2 separate regions of the Mus musculus genome follow, and region 1 is linked to region 2. The links are chromatin contacts, called in public Hi-C maps. All regions are on one chromosome and are shown on one strand. Each heading gives the region's core, a stretch centred on a gene start, on an enhancer-like site or on the middle of the called end of the contact. The rest is flanking DNA. Distances are from core to core; before and after follow the strand shown.

What was found. A called contact is a pair of places that touch in the nucleus more often than the background predicts.
Region 1: a Hi-C map of liver shows a contact between it and region 2, with 2.4 times the contacts expected there. The contact joins two enhancer-like sites. A contact is called at or near these places in 2 of 484 Hi-C or Micro-C datasets (Th1 cells and liver).

What each region holds. Positions count from the first base shown.
Region 1 is chr15:62,710,930-62,715,033 of GRCm38.p6, reverse strand. No RefSeq gene overlaps it. Among named protein-coding and RNA genes, the nearest start is that of Gm41333, 44 kb to the right of the region's middle. Within about 2 kb of position 2,328, at least 9 of the 459 cell types and tissues checked have an H3K27ac peak or open chromatin away from gene starts, as enhancers often do. A contact at or near this core is called in liver, where this site is marked.
Region 2 is chr15:62,255,999-62,260,413 of GRCm38.p6, reverse strand. Pvt1 (Pvt1 oncogene) reads right to left here. Exons shown (of 5, transcript NR_132747.1): 5 at 199-1,993. Among named protein-coding and RNA genes, the nearest start is that of Pvt1, 220 kb to the right of the region's middle. Within about 2 kb of position 2,238, at least 102 of the 459 cell types and tissues checked have an H3K27ac peak or open chromatin away from gene starts, as enhancers often do. A contact at or near this core is called in liver, where this site is marked.

The sequences.
Region 1 (4,104 bases), core at 1,079-3,578, 450 kb before region 2:
TAGTTCAGGACTACTGTTGCTAGAATTATGGATGTTGGGCAAACAGACTGTATTCTTCAGGACACAGGTGTTGTCCAAAGCACGCACTTTAAAGTCACACATGCCAGTTTTAAATCCCAGTTCTGTATGATTCAGGCAGCTCTCTTAATCTTTCTGAACTTCAGTGTCTTTATTTCGAAAACACAGTCAACAATACTAGCCTTGAGGTGTTATTTTGAGGATTGAAAGTGCATGGCTTAGAAACTGGCACACAGGAGGTACCCAATCAATGGTGGCGATTATGTGGGGCTTCAGTGAGAGGGAGAGCATCCATCTAAACTGTGCAAGTATGGTAGGCATGTGGCTAGGGCATCTCCCCAGCCAGAATTATGGCTGGAATAGCCTGCTGGGTCCAGACACTCTGAACACAGAGTTCTTTCTCAGACTGGAGATCTTTGCTGGCCTTTCTTTCTCCATGGAACTTGGGAGGAAGAACAGGTCCTGGCCTTGCAAACTGCTATGTTTCTGTGGCTGAGTCATGTTGACCAGCTCCCAGAACAACTTGTGCCTGTGTTGTTAAAGCACAGAGGTCCTCAGGCGCCATGAAAGCCAGGCCTGCCTTTTTATCCGCCTGCCTACAAAGGCCAGGATCCCACACGTGGGACAGAATGTAAACACACTCCCCAAACCTCTATTTGCTCTCAAATTGGCCAATGTTTCCTGTCCACCCCTCAAACAGACTCCCACCTTCTATTCAGCTTCAAAGACTAAAAATGCAAATGAGAGAAGTCTTCAGGGGTGACTGGGACAGAGAAATTTTGAGCTATTTCCTGCGATTTTCAAGATTATTTCTTATAATTTTAGCAAAACATAAATAATATATATATACATACATATATATTTGCTTGGAAAAGCAGGGAAACATTAACATTGTATTAGTAATCGTATAAAATAGGACAGGAACCTAAAAATCACGTAAATAAACAATGGAAGGAGGCTTGTCATGTCAACAGGAAAGTGAATAGGGAAACTCATGACACAGGCATGTGTTGAAATATTCACAACTCCCAAGCCTGTTAGTTTTAATGACATGAGAAAGCTGGTTAACAGCTGGGAGTAGTGGCACACACCTTTGATCCCAGCACTCAGGAGGTAGAGGCAGATTGATCTCTGAGAGTCCCAGGCCAGCCTGATCTAGGAAGTGAATTGCAGCGCAATCAGAACCACATAGTGAGACTCTCTCATGAAAAATAAATACAAATAAATACATGAATTAATAATAAAAATAACAAACTGTTTATAACACATGAAAAAGTTTATGAAATTGAGCTTAGTGCAATTTTAATTATTAAGTACATGTGAAATATACTGCAAGATCATAGAGTTCTCTAGGGATTTTCATGTGTGTGTATGTGTGTACATATGTGTATATATATATATATATATATATATATATATATGCAAACATGCTTGTACAATAAATGATAAAGCTTGCTCATGTTAGAGCATGCTTTAAAATACAATAGCGTCACATTCAGGCTTTTTTTTTTTAAAGGAAGCTCTAAAACATGCAAACTTAATAAGAACCTGGATAATAAAGATTTTTCCTTCCTAAGTCTCCCAGATATAGGCATCATGTAGTCAACTAAACCAGAAGGAAGGTGAGTCAAGAGAGATGCATTAGCTGCAAAATTGGGGAAGGATATCATATAAAAAAAATTATAAAACTATTCCAGATTCTTAGTTATCCCACTAGCTCTGTCCCTAAACACTGTTGATCGTGACTAGCCTATCATTGCCCTCTGCTCCCCAGTCCATGCACTTGTAAGAAGGGGTTAATCACTCCTCCACCCATCTGTTGACTTATTCAAACACTTTCTCGGGGATCAGAGAAAAAGCACTGGCTGAAACAGATACTTGTCATGCCTTCTGGGTACTTGTGCTCTTTTATATTAAAAAAAAAAATCAAACACATAGGCTAGTGTTAGGAACATGAGGAACAATGGACAAGGTCAGAAGGTAGCATGAGCGTCAAGGTCCTTAGAGATGGCATCAGTAGGTAGGTCATTAGGTGAGAAAGAAAGTCCTACTGGTAGTCAATACTGGGCAGTGTCCCAGGGGAGGCAAGCCAGGAAGCACCAAAGTGCTGTAGCACGGGGTGGGGTGGGGGTGGGGGGTGGGGTGGGGGGTGGGGTGGGGGTGGGGGGGACATGGTTGCGCCAGCGGTGATGAAGCATAAACTTAGTGTTTTTCTCCTAAACTTTAACCAAGGTCCACCCCGCAGTCAGTCAGCAGGCTCAAAATGCTTTCAGAGCCCTTGAGAGCTAAAGTCCAAGGCCTCTGCCCAGGGAGTGAATTGATGGAATTTAAAGGCAGTGTCGCCTTGGAGCTTTGAAGGTCCGCTGAACAACTATTAGCTGATCCACTTGACAAACAGTGACGCAGTCACTATGTATGTTTGTGCCCAAGCAGGTGACGATTTTCTCTCCACTGACTCCAGTCAAGGACTTTCTGCTTCCAGATTGCAGGTTCCAGGTGACATTGGGCACACGGGATCAGGAGGGGAGTGGAACAGGTCATGCCCCAGGAAGGCAGCATGAAGCTGGACTCACCTGATGTTTTGAACAGCCCACTTAGCTTCAGTGTGGCAGGAACATATTCTTTTGAAGCCTAAAGAAAGTATGCTGATTCATCAGTTTCCAAACCCATGGGAAAAGAACCCATTGTTAAGCTTCTAATATATTTTCCCTAACCCCTACAAGGATAGCTATAGTTCAGGGAGATAAACTGGGATGAAGGTAAGGCAAAGCGAAGCAATTACTGCCATCCATAATTATAACCCATATCGTTTATTGTGTGCTAATAGCTGCATTTCCAAGCAGATGTTATTAATTAGTGAAATAACAAGGCAATTTGCATTCATCTCATTTCAGAGAAGAAATAAAACTACCTCCTCTAACCAAACATAGGTAATTCAGTTTTGTTGTTTTTCTTATAATACATGGGGAAACTGAGGCACAGAGACACTGGATTCTTTAAAAGCATCTTTACTTAAAGCTTCCTAGAAGGAAGATTATTATCATGGGTAGCAGTGTATATAGATAAAGTGGCAAGGTGCTGGCCCAGAAATCATGATAACGTGGAGACAGGGAGATTGGTTAGCCCAATCTGCCAATATCCACAGCAGTCATCATTCTGGGCCTCTGATCTAATCTCTCTGAGTTGTTTTCTTATCCAAAGCATAGGAACCATCAATCCCTGACCAATGTGATTGTTTTATAGAACAAATGCGGAACATACGTACCTTCACAGCAGATATAGTTTGTGAGATAAATGGACTCTGCTCAGAGTTTAGGAGGAGAAGTAGCATTTCAGAGGGGGATAGAAAGGCTGCACGTTAATCGACCTTATGGCTAGATAGTTCGAAGAATGTATCTGGGGCCACAGAAGCAGAAGGAAATTGAAATTATCTGAGAGAAAATATCACAAGACCAGCTGGAATTCTAGCATGAAGCATGAGTAAGGGACCCAGCAGAATCATTGTCCCTTAAAAGTATATAGGCAGAAGGAACTAGGGCAGAAGGAAGTGCATGTGGATTCAAACATTGTATGACTTGATTCTAGAGCTAATGTGATTGGTAAAACATTCAAAGGCCTGCTTTTCCTTATGAACATCTTAAGAAACAGAAGTCTTCGTATCTATAAAAAAAGCAACTGGCAACATCTATTAAAATTATATTTGCCATAACATATTTATTAATATATATTAGTACAATTATAAAATAGTATATACATATATATAATATATTTATGTGTGTATACACACACATATATATATGTAAAATATGAATGTAAGACAAACATAAACAGCCCTGGTGACCAAGAGTTTGGTTACATATTCCCTTTGTTGTTTGTTGTTGTTGTTTGTTGTTTTTTGAAAAATGAAAGTCAGAGACATGATCTTCCAAACCACTTTTGTATCTCAAGTATGAGGACAGTCACAGAAGTTGGACCCAGGTGGTGTTTACCAGAACCCTGGCACCCATCTTCTCTCACAGTGTTCATACCTCATGCCACTTCACTCTCCATGGATGCACCTCTGTGTGTCTGAGCTAGCTCACCAGA
Region 2 (4,415 bases), core at 989-3,488:
GACAGAGTTAAAAGGACAAAATAAAGTGACGATGAAACTCTAACTATCATAGAGAAAGCAAGCAAAATATGGACCTCAAGGTGACCAGCTCACTTCTGATTTCTGACTTATAATTGCCCCAAGCACCTGCGCAAGAAAAAACAAAATCCATGATCACTGTCAGACAAGGTGGCCTTGATATGTAAAACAGGAGCCCAATTTTTGTAACCAAGTGCCACATAGTTTTTATTTTAGGCTTCACGGCCATATCTCTCTCATGACTATTAAATTTACCAGTGCGGGAGCAAAGAAGCTCGACGACATCATATAAAACCGTGAACACCGCCATGTTCCAATAAAACTTTAATGCAAGCAGGAGGAGTTGTAATTAGTCAGATCCTGGTTTAGAACGGGCACAGGCAACTATCCAAGAAGATTGTGCCAGGAACTCCAAAGACTCTACTATCTCTTCCAAAACAAGTGTTTACCAGTCAATCGCCAGAGCCCAGGCCCTACTCTAGGCTCTGGGATTCAGCACATAGAACACAGGCAGGAATTCTATTCATACCCCTTACCAGGAGAAGCATCATCCGCACTCCTCAGATAGGAAACAAAGATGCTGGTAGGGAACGTGCCAGGGCTCATGAGAACAGAGTTGGGCCTCCAGAGAAAACGATGAGCATGAGATCTTAGAAATCCAGGCTACTTCTCAGAGCATAACCAAGACTCAGTTCCAACGTGGAGACTATGTTTCCACTTCCATCCGAGGTAAGAGGCCCTCCCTCTATTGTAGGTTGTTCCTGAGCTGCTTAGGCCAGTGCTTTTGCCAGGAAGAAAGAAGTAGAGGACACTTCCAACCTGGGAGAAGCCCAGAAGACGCTCTTCTCTAAAGAGAACGTGTCCCTTGTATGAATGATGCAGACATCCAGAGGACAGGGAGGGCTGCAAGTCCACTTAGCTGGAGATTCGGAACTGACAGGCATAGCCTTGCCTGAAGGCCAGGCCTTTATCCATCTTAAGATGGCTTGGACCTGTGAAAGGAATTCTGATAGGAAGAATATAGAGATGGCTGCCTGGCTGCCTCCAGGAGTTTGACACACACTGTGCCACACACAGTAGGCAGCTATGCCCCTGTTTCTGTGTCCAACTCCAGGCTATGGCCAGGCAGGACATGTCATGGCTGGTCAGCATGGTTGTACCTACTCAGTTGAATCATTAAGCAAGAGCTAGAGCTATGGACACCATGCTTATATAATACAGACAGAATGAAGACAGGGAAACTGAGGCCCAGGAGCCACTAGGGATCTCTGCAAATAACAATGCTCCAGGCACCATAGTAAACTTTTTCTGAAGATCGCTAAGGATATTGAATCCTCACAATGGCACAGTGCACTCTTATACGTCACTGCCCTAGTGTTTTTTCCTATTGCTGTGATAAACACCACGACCAACAGTAACAGAGAGGAAAGAAGGGTTTGTTTGGCTTACATGTTTGCATCAGTCATTCGCTGAGGAAATTAAGGGCAGGAGCAGAGACAGGGACCATGGAGGAGACCTACTTACTGGCTTGCTCCCAGGCGCATGCTTAGCTTCCCTTCTGATATAAGCCAGGACCCCATGTCCAGGAGATGGCACCACCCACAGTGGGCTAAGCTGTCCTCCATCAATTAGCAACTATGAAAAGGCCTCAGAGACATGCCTACGGGCTAATCAAATGTAGGCAACTCCTCAACGGAGATTCCTTCTTCCCAGGTACCAGGGAATATCAAAGTGACCAAAAAGCAAATAGCAGAGCCATGTGTACTGTAACCTATATTGTCAATCAGTGTGTTGTAGGTGTGACCGTGGTTAGAAACCTTAAGCATGAGCCATTTCCGGGGTTGTTCTTGCTCTCCTTATGAAGAGGATAGTGAGGATGAACTCAGGCTGTTTAGCACTATCCATCTTTTTCCCCAACACGCTCATGTCCTTTAATATTTGACTCCTGTTGGAAAACCACACTGGAGAGCCGAGCCTGTAGGAAAAAGAAAGTGGAGAAGGTAAAAGAATTGTCTTGGAGCCACTGAAGACCTAAGCTTTTCCCCTTCTAGTCCCCCAGAAGGGGAAAGAAACTGTATTTGCCAGCAGACTTAGGGATGGTTCTGAATAAAGGTTTGCACGCTTTTCCAGAGTGCAAACAATGCTAGCTAGGGACAGCCCTGAGGCTCATGGGCACACAGGCTTAGCAGGCAAGGAGGCGGGGCTGGATGGAGCTGGACAGGACCCAGCACACAGCTTTGTATAATGAGCTCAGTCAGCCCTGTGGGGTCACTCCAGAACACCAGGGCAACCTCCGTACCAGAAAAACAAACTCATGATCCCTGGCCAGGCAGGCACCATCCAAAGAGTAAACAGGAGTGATCACACCCCAGGGACCCCCCCCCCCCAATACTCCTCCCTGTCCTGTTGGGCTAATAATAATCTCAGTAAGTAACATGCACAGTGGATTAATGTGTCAGGCACATGGGCCCAGGGGCTTGTATACACCTTTTTAACCATCAGAAAGCCCTTGGTGTGAGTGGACAGGAAAAACAACTTCCAGCATTCTGCGGCAGCATACAGGAAAGAGGAGCTACAACATATCACAAGAGAGCCGCCAGGTTGTGACTGTTTCCATACACAATGATGTTTTTGAGATGATTGACAACTCATTAGCCTGACCCCAATTGTACGTTTGCATGTATTGAGATGCCTTACCACACCGATAAATATACACAATTACCATAAAATATGGGAATGATTAAAAAAATATCCATTTTACAAGTGAGAAATTAGGATTCACGGGTCCCTTAAGCTATATAATAGTAGAATGTAAGTGAGACTCTAGGCTGCTCCAGTGACTGCCACATGAGGTTGGGTTGCTGGAGCTGGCACAGTGAATGCATATACACAGATAAGCATGTCACTAAGGAGCCTTGTCTCATTGGTAAAATGGGACCACAGGTTCTAGGCTGGCATTGTGGATGGAGATACAGCTGTTCATAACTGACAAGCATCCTGTAGTTGCCTGTAGTTCCTGTGTAACTTGTGTAGGATCTCAGGCTCACAGCCTCTGACATCTCCCACACTGTGGGATGAAACTAACTTTGGATCTGAAGTTTCCTGTGTGCTCCCACAAGGACCCAACCCAGCCCTGGGCAGTGCTTTCAATTTGATGAAACCTTTAAAGTTCAAGCCTAACAGTAGTTCCAAAGGTCTTACAGGAATGTGTGTTCAGTCCCTGGTCACCCCTCCTACTCCAGCATTTTTTGCCCTTCTGTTCTTTCACCTTATTTTGCATAATTGTGTATTAAAATATCCATACTCCCTTGTGCAAACATTGAAGGGCAGGGCAATCCTTTTATCCTTGAACTATAACAAAAATAAGTTAGGGACTGGATGCTATGTCTCCATATCCATGTGATACAATACTGACCTCTGTTCTGGGGGTGGGATGCGTTGTGTGAGTTTGTGTGTGTATGTGCATGTGTCTGGGTAGGCTCTGGTGGTGTGTTAATTGGTGTGTTACTATGACAGAGTACCTGCAGAGTAGCCTGAGGGAGGAGATGTTTATTGTTGGCTCATGATTTTAACGGATTTCGACCTTTAAAAGAGAAAGAGGTACAGTGGCTGGTGGTATTCATGGTGTGAGCAGCAGCTTTTGTCAGATCAGAAAGCAGAGAGGGAAGCAAGGGCCCGGTGACTCGGTTCAAAGCACATCTTTACTAACCAACCTCTTCTAGACAGCTAATACCTCCCTAAGGCTCCAGTGATCTGAATGATCTGTCTGGGAAGGCTGCACTCTTGGATGGGGACCAGCGTTTACACATAAGCCTATTGGTGGCTACATGTCAGATTTGAACCATGATAGAAGCTATATTCATTGCTTTTTGTTGTTGCTGCTGCTGCTGCGATAAGACATCATGACCAAAAGCAACTTACAAAAGGGACTGTCATTTTGGGTTACAGTTCCAGACAGGGATTCCACAATGGCAGGGAGCGGGAGTCAGAAAGATCACATCTTTATCCACACCCAAGAAGCCAAGAAAGGAAACTGTAAGTTATGAACTTTCAAAATCCCCCAGCTTTGTGACATACTTCCTTCTGTCAAGGCTGCATTTCCTAAAGGTTCCACAACATCCCAAAGCAGTGCCAACTGAGAAACACCTGAGCCTAGGGGGGGAGAGGGAGGGGGCAGGGGGTTTGCCCGGGAGCATTATTCAACTTCAAGTCAACATGGTTGATTAGAACGTGAAATTGAGGCCCTTGTGAATAGGATTCGTATTTTTACAAAAGACACTCCTTAGCCCTTCTGCTAAAGACTGAGAGCACAAAAATTACATGGTTGTCTGTATAAGAGAAAAGACATTGAGCATGCCTTATTCAAAGGTATAACTGAGAAATAAATTCCTGTCCTA